Regions from separate parts of the Macaca mulatta genome. Here region 2 is linked to region 1. The links are chromatin contacts, called in public Hi-C maps. All regions are on one chromosome and are shown on one strand. The core of a region is the stretch at or near the end of the contact, and the rest is flanking DNA. Distances in the headings are between cores, read along the strand shown. Region 1 holds the start of STXBP5L (syntaxin binding protein 5L). Region 2 holds the start of GTF2E1 (general transcription factor IIE subunit 1).

Region 1 (7,019 bases), core at 2,350-4,849:
GATATTTAAAGAGGTGATTAAGCTACAATGAGGCCATGAAGGTGGACTCTAACACAACCTGACTGGTAGCCTTTAAGGAGAGGAGATTTAGGCACGTGGAGAAATCACACGAGGGATGTAAGCCCACAGAGAAAAGACCATGTCAGGCCACAGAGAGAAGGTGGCTGTCTGAAGCCATCGAGAGAAGCCTCAGAAGAAACTAAATGTGCCGATGCCTTGATGTTGGATTTCTACCTTCCCAAACTGTGTTAAGTTCCTGTTGTTTAAGCTATCCAGTCTATGGTATTTTGTTATGGCAGTCCTGGAAGACTAATACACATATATCCACTATTTTAGGTGGAGAATTGACCCGCCACCTTTTTTCTATTCTAGTTTCTAGTTAGTCTTCTAAGCAGTATTAAATAATAAGGCACCGATTAAGAGCATGATCTTAGAAGTTAGACAGCTTTGAATTCGAAGACTGGATTGTCCACCAAAGTGACCTTGGGTGAATTTTTAAAGTATTTCTGAGCCCCAGATTTCCTCATTCATAAAATGGGGACAATATCTATCTTATAGAGTTATAATAAAGATCAAGTTTAAAGAGTTGTATGTAAAGTTCATAGCACAATGTTTAACATAGTGCTAAATAACTGGTAGATTTATTATTATCTCTATATACAATGGATTATTCACATATGGTTTTGTCAATTTGGTTTAGTTTTCTCTAACCCTAGCCAGTTAAATTTTCTTCTTCGTGTGAAACGCCACACATGTACGTACTTTCTACAATTATTTAATTATTTTGCAGGTGTGGAAAGGCAGCCTCTCTTAGCTTCATTGTTGGCTTAAGTCCAAAATCACAAACACTTAAAGTGAGTTGTGACGTATTTTCAACATACATCCTAAAAATCCTTCCGATGTACTAGATTTATTTAAATGCTTTGATGATTTTGCTCCATGGATCAAGCTGAAAGTATTTTTCTTCTTGCAGTTCTTCATACTTGTCATTTTAGGAAGAAGTCAAGCCTTATTCAGAAGCTGTACCTCAATCATTCCTCTCCACAAAGTATTCTTCCAGTTTGCAACTATCATTACCCGATCCAACTCTAAAGTTTCTTACATTATTTATAAAATATATGCTGTGGTCTGGTCTCATTGCTGTTAACAGATGGTTTATAAGATAACTTCTTATTGCTTTTTAATTAATCGAGGATGAAATCTACTTGCATAGGTATTTCATTATGCTTCTCTCACCTAGTAAGATTTTTAGGCCATTGTTTCTGCTGTCTCCTTACACAATGTACTCTGCCTCTTGCTTAATTCTATCCTTTGCTCACAGTTTGTGAATTGGCATCACAATATCTTCTGTCCACAGGCTCTCTGAGACTGCAATTATGTTATGATTTTTACTTGCTGCCATTCATTTAAATTAATGTTAACTGGGCACTTATTATGTAGACGGCATTATGCTATTCACTGTGGAGGAACACAGATATTTGAAATAGTACCAAATAGTCCACAGTCTAAGCATCCTAATGATCATATTTTTTTAGGCTTCCAATATTTATTTGGAAAAGTTAATATGTTTTGACTTGGCTTTTCTCCCACTTCCTATACCTATTTGTTGTCCCATCTGAAGAGACGTCTACTTTGTCACCTCTTTTTTAACTCAGGCAGTCTATTGAATTCTCTCCAGGGTCCTCAAGAAGGATCTCTGTCAATCTTTTGTGTACTTTTTTTCCTCAGCTCTCCCCCAATTTTTAGAATAAAAACCATTATTTAATTTGCGATAATAAGGTGCTAGTGATGATCAGTTTAAGAGGTTTTGTTGGCAAACATTACATCTCACTTTGCTGAACTGGGGCTCTTCTTCTTCTTCACTCCCATCAAAATATCAAACCATTACTTGCTATAGGCTTGTTTTCATTTATTAGAAAAACGAAAACTCAGCCACTTTATTATAACCTTCCTTGCCTCTGTTTTTAAAAAGAAAAGCCAGACATAAAACAAGGAAAGCAAACGCTTTAGCCTTAACTGGCATCCATACTTTGAGGTGGGCAATGGGCCAGGAAGAAGAGAAGAAAAAATGGTGGAAAAGAGTAAAAAGAAACCTGTTGTTAGGGACCCAATATACAATTTGGAACCCTACCAAGATCTAGTTTGTGTCAGACATAGCACTTGTTTCCACCATTATTTTTACCCCTTTCAAACATTGTGCAATTGGGTACCAACTCATATATCTTTAACTGATAAAAAATATTAATAAAACAACTCTTCAAAACCCTTTAAATGCCTATTTTAAGTGAAATATTGTGCCTGGTGCTAAATAATCTAGGGAAATATACAATTCCATGCTTGCCTTCAAGAAGGTTACTGTCTAGCTGTGGCAATGAGAGACTACCAGCAGTGTAGGGAGTCCCAAAAGGAGTGAAATAGTTATTCAGGACAGAAAGATTCAATAATGAGCTGAGGATCTGCAAAACTGAGCTCTATTTCATCTTTACCATTTCCTTCCTATGTCCTTGGACAAGTCATCATCCTTCAAGTCTCCTGCTTCCTCTTTCCCACTCTCTTCCTTGAAATGATCACTAATGAGTTCTGTTGTGATGCCCAAATTGAAGTCTCACTTAGCTGTGGCCCGCTGAACTGCCCTTCATTTTGCAAAGACATCGGGGTCCAAATTTTCCCCAATTCAATAGCAGGTGAGGGCTCAGAGCCAAGTCTATCCTGATACAGTTTTTTTTTTTTTTTTTTCTGCACTGAATAATCCATCTTTCAAAATGATTATTGTGACTCACAGAGATAGCTTAAATATATTCTTGATACGGTTTACAGAGTGAAAAATATTTCTTTAAAGAAATTAAATAGATATCTTTGCATATGTGAGGATGATGGGGAAGGAGTAATTCTACTTACTAGAGAGCAAGGTGAGCAATCAATTCCTTAGGCTCTAGAAGGCTATATATTCTGAAACCATTGAAATACAATTCTGTCTGGCAGATACGAACTATTAAGCCATTATTAGGTAACGGCAGGGGTTAATCACAGATACAAGTTGAGTGCAGGTGGCAGGAGAGTTACAGGAGTCAGATAGATGCTCCTGAAGAGCGGGAAGAGGCTCGTAGAAATGAAAAGGTGCAAAACACTCGCCCAGTTCACCATACTGTCCAGAGCCATACCTAAGGTAAGCAACCTTCCCCGCAGCCTCAGACTCCAGGCGCCCAAATTCGCACGCTTGCAGGCATTCTATTGATTCACACTTGCGTCCTTCAACAGGGAGCGCCAATTACATCCCCCAGAGCACGACCCCCAGCATACTGGCCAATACCGCTGTCAATCAAATACCTCACCTACTTCTGTAAATTCTCCCCTCCCGCTGTCATTGGCTTTACCTTCGGCCTATCCACAGTTATCTTCCGCCCTGGAGACCGCGGAACTTACCCTATCGAATCTAGGATTGGCGCCGAAGCTACTCCCGCCCTTCGACGTACCGGGCACTCCGCCCCCTTCACCGCCCAGCTTTGCCAGGGAAGAAGCAGGGCGGGGCGAACTAGAGGCCGGCCCGGGGGCGGGGTCTGCCTCCCACGGCGGGAGGGCGGAGCCTGCGCTGGAGCCTGACTGCTCGGTTAGGACCTCGGAGAGCGCCAGGCGCCGCGACCACAGGGACCAGAGAAGCGGCTGGAGCCGGGCCGGACCCACGCCTTCGAGCCCTCCTCCCTCGGCCCCCTCAGCTTCCCGGGCTGGCAGGCGGCGAGTGGCGTCTGAGGAAGGTGCCTAAGTCCTGGGTCAGATAGTCATCCCTCTGGGACGCCGCCGCCGCTGCCGCCGTCCAGCCGTGGCTCCCTTTGCACCTGTGTGTGTCTGTGAGTGTGTGTGTATGTGTGTGTTTGAGAGAGAGAGAGACAGAGAGACACCGAGCGCACCAGCGCGCGAATGCCCGTGTTGAGGGTGTTTGTGTGTGTTCTGGCTGGGCGCGCGAATGCCTTGGTGTGAGGTGTTTGTGTGTTCGCGCGCCCGCGGGCGAGAGCCCCGCGCCTCAGCGCTTGGCCTGAGGGAGGGACAGCGGGAGCGGCGGCTCTGCGCGCCCAGAAGACTGACGCGGGACTCGGGCCGCAGCCGTCGCCGCCACCGCTTCACGTCCCCCGAGGGCGGCCGCCGCGCAGCGGAGAGAGCGGACGGCGGGAGGGCGAACAGGCGCGAGAGCGCGGCGGCGGCGGCTGCGGGCTGAGGTGGAGGGAGGGGAGCAGGAGATGGGGAGAGGGTGGAAAGAGGACGCGGGGAGGGAGATGATGGGGAGGTGAGGGGGAGGCGGAGGGACAAGTGGAAGCAGACGGTGTCGCCGTTCTCCCCTCCCCCCCGGCAGCTGTTGCTGTGGGTCACTCGCAGATGTTTTGGGGTCCGGGCTGCTAGGGGATGGGGACTAGAAAAAGTATCCCTCCCCCCCGCTGCCTTTCATAGTGACAAAAAAGGAAGCGTTGAAGCTGATGGGGGAAGAGCCCGGAAGGTGGTGGCAGAGTAAATACCGGCTCCCCCAACATCGTTTTTCTGAAAATAAAATATTCTGAGCTGAACGTTTCGAAGAAGGAAAGCCCGCCCTTAAGAGAGAGACGGAGTCTTGTTCTGTTGAACTCTGGTTTGATTGTATAATAATGATGATATAATGCTAATGACGATGATGACACTGCCTTTTATTTTTACCCCAGTGCTGATAAAGCGTAGTTACAGCTGGGGATACAGTCCTTGAATATCTGATGTATGAGGAGGGAATACTGTTGCTTTTGGAGTTGTGTTATATTTATCTTTTTTTTTTTTTTTTTTAAAGGATATGCTTTTTGGAATTAAAATTTGGCAAACGAAGCCTGACTCTTTTCCAGTCGGTTATAACCAATGCTCGTAAAATGGGAACTGACTTGACTAGTGAAAAGAGAAAGGTCTTGACTAGTGAAAAAACCAAGGTCTAATTGCATGTGTTAAGTCACCCCTTTCCCTTTTTTTCCTTTGAATTTCTCAACAGTGTTTAAAATGAAGAAGTTTAATTTCCGAAAAGTTTTGGATGGCTTAACTGCCTCCTCCCCTGGCAGTGGTAGCAGCAGTGGCAGTAACAGTGGTGGTGGGGCTGGAAGTGGTTCCGTACCTCCCGCGGGGACTGCAGGGGTTCTCAGAGAGGAAATTCAGGAAACCTTGACTTCAGAGTATTTCCAGATTTGCAAGGTAAGCTTTGAATTGGCTTAAAGCCTATTATTTCTTTATTATACTGTTGTGAGGAAACAAGGAGGGAAAAACACACCAGGAACAGGAAACTGTTGAGATGTCAGCATCAGAGTCTGCTGCAGAAAGCTCTGTGGGTAAATCAGTTTGGCTGAATAGATATTTTAGGCGTCAACTTAAAAAGCGATAATAGTTTAAGGGGGAAATGAGCACACACAAAAAGTAGAATTTGCAAGATAATGTTAAGATCCAATAGTGGACGGAATTTTTAATATTTTTGTATTATATTAACTGAAGAAAGAAATAGTCATTTTTTTGTGTGTTGTCAGAGAAAATAATTGTTATTTCACTGTTCAGTATGAAATGAATAAAGCTACTAGCATGTTGCTAGGATTAAATAGATAATAGAAAAATATGTCCATTTTAAAGGGGCCAGTGACTTTGCTTTAAAATTCTGAATAAAATCACCTCCACATTCTTAAACTCTTCATAAATACACAAACGGACAAATGCACAGGCTTATAAGAACTTGTTATAGTTGTAAGAACTCAAAAATAGCCAGTGTTCTAGTTTAGTGAAAAAACATTTTATGTAATTATACTTCAATATTGAATTCTAGTGAATATGCAAAAGAAAGAGTTTCTGATAGGTAGAGAAGATGAGAATTTATAAAACAAGCATTAGGTTAATGCATAGAGATATCGTTATTGCTATATTTGTTTTATTTTATGATATAAAGTGATTTATAATTTTATTGCCACTTTTTGAGTTGTCTTGGAATGTGCCTATTATATGCAACAAAAGCTACTAAGTTATTTATGTCATATAAATGAATATAATTTTGTAAATGTGTTTGGCTACATAAGAAGAAATAGAAAACTTGCAAAATTACAGAAATTAACAACTTTTAAAATACTGTCACAAAAGAAAAGTTTTTTGAAATTATTAAAATTATTTTTGTGGTAAACAAGTGATACATGTATAATGAGATATATTTCAATCACTGCCTCAGCCTATATTCCTGACAGGGTCATTATGAAAACATTAAATAGTTTTAGTATTTAATAATAAACTAATTAATAAACTAATAACTATAGTTATTAGTTTTCATAAAAACAAGTTTATTTAGAGTTAAGTTAGATAGACAGATTTAATTCTAAGCTACTTTGTGAAATTTGTGAACAGTAATGATTTTTTTCCTCAATAGGAAATAACAGATATTCTGTTAGATGAAGGAAGGTCTTAATAGTGGTTATGAGACAAATGTAAAAGAGTCCTGGAGTTCAAATTTGAACTGTTAGGCAGGGGAATTATGCCCTGATTCTTTAATCTTCGAAGTGTTTGCAATTTTCACGATCAGATTCTGAAAATACTTTCCAAATTCTCTCAATTCATGTATATGACAGTGATACAGGAGAATTTTACCAGAGGTAAAATTAGTATAGGAAAGGTAGACTTCTGAAACAGAATGGCATTGGGCTGTTGAGGTCATAAAGCTTGTAGAGAAGGTTTTAAATAAAAAACTTAAGGAAAATGGGTGAATGCAAGAGAGAATGGAATACATAGTTATCTTCCCATTTACTCAGGTAATAGATAGTCATAGGAAGTGGCAGAAGTTAAAAACATATGGCATAATAGGAAGAGCATTGGCCTAGGAATCAGAAAATTTTTGTTTTATTTAAAGTTCCGCTAGTTGATAGCCATATAATCTTGGGTAAGCCATTTATCTCCCTTGAACCTTCGTTTCTGCATCTGTAGTATGGGAATAAGTATATCTGCTCTCCTTAACTAACAGAGGGTGATTGGGAGGATCAGACAGAACAAGGTGA
Region 2 (7,019 bases), core at 3,363-5,862, 150 kb before region 1:
GCTATGATCACACTGATGTACTCCAGCCTGGGTGACAGAGTGAGACCCTGTCTCTCTTAAAAACAAAAACAAAAACAAAAAAAACACCTTAAGACTACTGTCAACATGAAGGTTTATTTAATTCCACATGAAAAGTTTTTCTATGAGCAGGTGGTTATTGTGATTATATACACAGTATACTTAAAAACAATAAAACAACATAAGCCTCTGCTTCCATAGCTTGTTCTGTCTGGAATATCCTACCCATCCTCTCCTTTCCCTCCCCTCCCACATTGGCCTGGTGAATTTACCTTTGGAGACTCAGCATCATTCTAGTTATAAAGTATTTTCTGACCCAACACAGGGAGAACTAAGCATAACATCCACTATCCTCTGGGCCTCCACTGTACCCTGTACATTTTCCTACAGAGCACTTAAAATACATTATCATATGTGTTTGTTTATAGGTTTTATCAACTGTATTTAATTTTAAGTTCCTTGAGGGTTCTCATGCATCTTTTTTATCTTCAGTACTTAGATCAGAACCTTAATTAGAATTTATTGACTAAAAGTTTCCATATTATTCCAAAATCTTCATAAACATTTAAAGCATCTCCATAGTACTTCAAAGAGTAGACATAAAAATTTACTTAACCATTCTTCCATTATTAGATATTTAGGGTGTTTTGAAATTTTTGATATGCTAGTGAAAGGTTATTTCTGTTTAAACCTTTGTTTAAAATTAAAATTATGTCCTTAGTATACCTTCCCAGAAGTAAACTCAGTACTTAAAAGGAAACATTTGAAGTTCTAGATATGTATTGACAAATAACTTCATGGGGTTATGCTGCCATAAGCCATACACTTGAGCCTGCAGGTCTTGTTGCACCTCAACAGTATCATGTAGTTGGTTTTTCATCTTTGTTAACCTGATAAAGGAATAAAAGAGACATCTTGGCCAGGCGCTTTGGCTCACGTCTGTAATCCCAGCACTTTGGGAGGCTGAGGCAGGCAGATCATGAGGTCAGGAGCTCGAGATCAGCCTGGCCAACATGGTGAAGCCCGTCTCTACTAAAAATACAAAAATTAGCCGGGCGTGGTGGTGGGCACCTGTAAGCCCAGCAACTTGGGAGGCTGAGGCAGGAGAACTGCTTTAACCCAGGAGGTGGAGGCTGCAGTGAGCTGAGGTCGGCCACTGCACTCCAGGCTGGGTGACAGAACAACACTCTATCTCAGTGGGGCGGGGGGGAGTGACATCTTACTTTAGTCTGCATTTCTTTACTTTCTGATAAAGATCAAAGATTATCATTATGATTATCCTGGCAAATCAGTTGTTTTTCCTCTCATAAATTCTCTGTGGATCTGTTCTGTACGTTTATCTACCGGGTTTTAGTGTTAATTGATATGAGCTCTTTATCTATTAAATATATTAATCATTTTATGTATGTGTAATTGAATCAAACATTTTACCAGGCTTCCCTTCATTCTTTTAATTTTTTTACATAGAAACATTCAAGATTTTTAAACACTCAAAATTATATTTGTCATTGAGTTTACTGCATTGTATCTGATATCTGTAACTTTTAGGATATACCATTGATTCTGTATTTGTAAATAGGTTTGTTTATGTTCAAGGAATGTATCTAGCCACTTAATTGCTTGATGCAACACTTGAGGCCTAGTTTAGCTTAATTGTGTTAGGGTAAACATTTCTAGGCAGTAAAATCGTATAGCTCTCCATGAATTAACTGCTTTGGGTGATTAAGTATTAGCTAACACGGGATGAAACCCTAAACAGTAAGAACAGTTGAAGTGCTAGGGAATAATGGCTAATTTCATTTCTTTAAGAATTTTGGGAGCTTCTGACTCTATGTGTTCACCTTTAGAACTAAATTGGATCAAAAGAATGCACTTGACGTACTTGGGGGGAAAAAAGTCCCAATATAAATAAATGTCAGCTCCAAATACAGCTATTTGGTAACATGTTAAACTAGTCCCTAATCTCTGAAAGAAAGAGAAAACCAGATGGTAGTGAGACTTTCATGGTTCTTCACCAAATTACCAAATATCTCAATAGGATAGAAAACAAATCTCCAAATATCAACTCATTTCTTTCTTCTTTTTATTTTTATCTTTGAGATAGGGTCTCACTCTATTATCCAGACTAGAGCGTAGTGGCACGATCCTAGCTCACTGCAGCCTCAAATTTCCGGGCTCAACTGATTTTCTCACCTCAGCCTCCTGAGTAGCTGGGACTACAGGCGTGCACCACCACGCCTGGCTAACTTTCTGTATTGTTTTTGGTTTAGAGAGGGTCTTGCCATGTTGCCCAGGCTGGTCTTGAACTAAGCTCAAGCAATCCACTCGACTCAAACTCCCCAAGTGCTGGGATTATAGGCAAGGGCCACCTTGTCTGGCTAAGTCATTTCTTTATATATTTGTGAAACCCTCAAAATTTTATGAGGGAAATGGTCTTTATTTAAAAATAAACTTTCAACAAAGGCAGAGGAAGTGTAAAAAGTGTATTCTAACCTGTCAGACTGTGTACTATTAAATGACAGTTAAAAGGAGACTGACAAAATTGCCTTTTAAAAAGATAAAAAGACAATAACTAACTTTGCACATAAAGGTTAACATTAGTGAATGTGTGACAACATCTGCACATAAAGGTTAACATTAGTGAATGTGTGACAATATCAATCACTTTCCTGGCCATCACAGCTGTGTCTTCTGCTTCACAACTAAACCATAAGGGTGGGGGGGTGGGGGTAGGGAAGCTTATCAATTGCCTGATTACTTTTCCACATTTAATGTAGCAGCTAATTCTACCCCTGTTATATGATGCATTAATTCCACAGTTATAACCCCAGAACCTAATACAGTGCCTGCTGGAAAGAAAATAAATTGACTAGTTGCAGCAGTTTGCAATATGAAGGGATTGTTACATACAACAGAAAATGGAATTATAGAGGACAGAAAACACTCACTTAACATATCGTGAAGAAGTCTGTTAGTTCTGGATTCTAAATTCTACTCAGTGATACTCTTGCTAAGTCCCTTTAGGCCACCATTACTTTCTTTATCTGTAAAACTGAGTGATTTTATTAAATTAACTTTGGCACCACTTCAAGCTACCTGATAGAAATGAAGTCGACATAAATTGTGATTATGTCCATTGAGTTTCAAAAGGCAACTTTCTTAGGGGAATATTAAATAATGCTCTCTGTAAAATATTTCGTAATGCAAATAATACTCAGGGCAATGTGAAAACAGTCTTAACCTATCTTTGCCGGCCACAATTTTATTTAGTTTCTGTTAAGCTAGTTTTCAAGCCTCTCCACCTCCAAGCATCTAGCACAATGTCTCTGCTCACAACACACGCTCTTAGGCCAACTCCAGAAGAGCACATCTATAAAATGCAAGTTCAGCATTTATTGAAGTTACTAAGGAGAGATGAACTGGGGATTATGGAAGAAAAGATAAGGGCAGTGAGGTGGGAGCTGGAAATCCAGAAGTCAGCTGTAGTTCTCAAATGTCCCAGGGGTCAAAATAATTTTTCTTTGCATCCATTGAGATAAAAAAAAATAATAATTTTAACACTAGGATTAAATTCGGCTCAGCGTTAAATCCTAGCTGCTTCAGAATAAAACTCTTACTTTAATTTCTCTATCGTACAGTCTAGGACATAATAGGTTTTCAATGAAGATCAAACGAGAACCAGGAAGTCAAGAAGCTCAGTTAAGAATAAAACAGGACCACCACCCAATACGTCACTGCGTATTTATAACTTAGCGTTTAAGTTTGTGGACTCTGCGTTCAAAAGGATTCTGCCACTCACATCTCTCTGCCTCACTACTCTCATCCGTAAAATGTGATCATAGGACTAATCTCAGAATTAAATGAGTTAATGTATGAGAAGCGCTTGCCAGTTCACGTTTGTCAGTGCACGTTTGACTTCCTTAATGAACAAAATCTCTTGAAGGCACGGTCCTACTAACTTCTGTACCCTTAACACAGAACTCCATACAATACTCAATGCCTGCCTTTTTTTTTTTTTTTTTTTCCAAATAAAATAACTGACAATACACTCCAGGCTGCAGTCTTCTGGGAGACTGATGTGGAAAGCCGCGAAGGAAAAAGACCCGGGCTCCGCGACCCCCACCCGCGCGACGCCGCCGCCGCCGCCGCGTCGTCACACGGAGCAAAGTCCCCTGGGAAGTGTAGTCTTCAGGACTTCGGAGGGACTTCAGCCACGGGCCGAAGAGCCAGGGAGTTGAGGGAAGGAAGGTAAGGGGAGGGTTACTGGGTAACTCAAAAGTGTCTGTAGCCCCAGAGGTGGGGTAAGACGCTCACCTGAGTCTCCCAACACCAGTACCTTCACCCGATCCAGGGACGCCATCTTGCCACTGCCTTCCTTGGGTTAACGCCTGTTCCGGGATTGTAAGCCAATCAGAGTTGGGCATGGAGGGCAGAGCTTTCAATTTCATTGGCCGCTCGGAGCGTGACTGTCTGAATCGAAGGCTTCACTGAGCTGATTGGCTGGTCTGGTAGCGGGGTGTTTCCCCAGATGGTCGCAGGAATAGTGCGTTTTCTTTGTCGCGTAAGAGGCGTGGCTCATTTAAGCCGGTAGTTGAAGAGCTGAGGGCAGCTGTAGTGGGAGTGTTCCAGGATTCGCTTTGGTAAACCTTGTTCCCTGTTCCTTGTTCGGAGTTCCCTGGCCGGGCATTGCATTTCATGATTTCTTCTTCCTTTCGCTCCCTCTTAACTGTCCTCCCCTATTGAATTACCCTCTTGCCTTGGTCCTCTTGGTTCTCCAAAGAACCATTGACCCCGGAACGGCCCGTGTGGGACCTCGGGTAGGGCGGGCTTGGGTGCGCCGAGTGTGGCCCTAGACCCAACTGGGAGAGTCCGAGGGAGTTTGGGGTCTCGGGGTCTCGCAGTGGGGAGGAGTGCATATCACCGAACGCGTCTCGTGAAGGGCAGCTGGGTCCGGAGGTTTCGCGGTAGTTTGCCGCTATGTGTTCAGTGAAGGCGTGGAAAGTGCCATGAAATGTGGTACCAGAACACCGCAGTTAGATGTGTAGAATCCCAGGTTGTTCTAGAACTGGCGTAGTGGTGTACTGAAGTAATCTAACTGGACTCTTCGCATCCAGCTTTTTTCTCCATTCTGCAGTCAGCGCACACTTTTAACATCGTGAATTTGATCCACTCACCTCCAGCTTAAAACTGTTTTAAATTTAAGAAGAGAGTGCCCAATAGCCTGTCCAATTCTACCGTGGAAGCAAGAGTGGAGGAAGTGAAGCGGGGGGAAGCTGGCAAAATGAGCCATGTTGGAACAACACGTGTCTAGGACACATAAGGAAAGTTTTATGGAAGTACTTGTCTGGCTGTGCTAGATACTGGAAATTAATTGGTGAACAAAATGAAGTCTGGTCTTAGAGATAGACATGGAGAAAGTACAAGAAGGGAGAAAGAGCCATGGAACATGTGAGAGGGGATGATTGTACGCTACCTAATGGGGAGTCTGGGAAGGCCTCTATGAGGAAACGTCATTTGAGACTTGAAGGATGATTAGGAGAAGGGGGTTGGCTTAGTTGTAGGGGCAGAAGGAACAGCTTGTGCAAAGCTGTGGTAAGCACGGAAAGCACATGTGGCTTATGGAATTGAGAATATGCTAGTGTGGCTGGATATGAGGCTGACAGAGTAGACAGAGGGCAGAGGGTGCATTCTTTTCAACTTTGTTTCTCTAGCTCCGTGTCTGGTGCACAATAGTCCTTAAATGTTTATATGATTAAAATACACGTGTCTGGACTGGGGTAGGGAGGTGAGGCTGGGATATGACTCATGGACTATGAAGATCAAAGGAAGAAACAAAAGGTCCTAGGAGGTACCACACTCAGAAGTCTCCAGAGACCAGCCATACTCCTTCCCTAATAATGCCAGCTGCTATTCGTCTTCAGCTTATTGTTTCCATGTGGGACCATGGGCTCACTTTTTCCTCAGATATTTCCAATTTTTCAGGAGGAGCTGGAAGTTGAAATTTATGTGAACTCTTACAATTTTTAAATGTTGACAACTAATTCAGAAAATTTTTGAAACATTTCTTTGGGTGAAACAATGCGTTGGGGGGCTGCCAGTTTGAGAATTCTTACCTAAGACCTCTAGAGATTGAGTAAGGAGATTCAGTGTGAGTGGGAAGTGGTGGAGGAGAGAAGTTAGTGGTCAGGAAGGAGGATTTTAGAATGCACAGATTTTGAACAAGGTGGCACAGCTTCATTTCATTCCTAAGCTCTAGTTTCATTTGTTCAGCTACCTGCTGGGCATATTCAGAGGAATATCCTATGGTATTTCCTCAGAGACACTTCTAAAAATGATTTCCTCATTTCTTCCATATCTGCTCCTCTTCAAGTGTCACCTATTTCTCATGGCAGTACTTTTCCTAGCTACACTGGCTCAAAACAGAGCTATTTAAGATTTTTCCTACTCTCATATTCTGTATCCAATATATTTTGTTGGGTCCTTGTTATTTTTTTTTCTGTAATAACTTTCATTCATTCTGTTCTCTTCTTGCAATTTTTTGCCTTCTTCCGTAGTTTGATTTTATACACCCAATACTTCCACATTGCCTCCACCTTCACCCATTTGAGTCCATTCTTCATATTGGTATAAGAGTCGTTTTTCTAAATAGGGGATTTATTATGAATGCCAGTACTGAATTGAACTCTTATGCCAGCCCTGAAAGCAGAACACTTTGCATTAATTATCTCACTGAGTTCATACATTAACTGTGTGAGCAGGGGACCGTTAATCACTTTTTTTTTTTTTTTGAGGGTCATGTCCTGTCACCTAGGCTAGAGTGCAGTGGCTCAATCATGGCTCATTGCAGCCTTGACCTCCTGGCTCAGTTGATCCACCTCAGCTGGTACTACAGGTGCACGGCACCATACCTGGCTAAGTTTTAAAATTTTTATAGAGGTGGGGTCTTACTGTGTTTCCTAGGCTGGTCTTCAACTTCTGGACTCTAGCAGTCCCCCCATCTC

The links. Hi-C and Micro-C count contacts between places; a contact is called where the count stands out from the background.
Region 2: a contact with region 1 is called in a Hi-C map of fetal cortex germinal zone, with 5 times the contacts expected there. The contact joins the promoter of GTF2E1 here to the promoter of STXBP5L in region 1. A contact is called at or near these places in 2 of 14 Hi-C or Micro-C datasets (fetal cortex germinal zone and fetal cortical plate).

Annotation. Positions count from the first base shown.
Region 1 is chr2:162,840,291-162,847,309 of T2T-MMU8v2.0, reverse strand. It overlaps STXBP5L (syntaxin binding protein 5L), which reads left to right and starts at 3,599. Exons shown (of 27, transcript XM_015129967.3): 1 at 3,599-3,752; 2 at 4,997-5,193. The coding sequence starts at 5,005.
Region 2 is chr2:162,994,400-163,001,418 of T2T-MMU8v2.0, reverse strand. It overlaps GTF2E1 (general transcription factor IIE subunit 1), which reads left to right and starts at 4,612. Exons shown (of 5, transcript NM_001260889.1): 1 at 4,612-4,658. It overlaps RABL3 (RAB, member of RAS oncogene family like 3), which reads right to left and starts at 4,408. Exons shown (of 8, transcript NM_001194507.2): 1 at 4,333-4,408. The coding sequence starts at 4,378.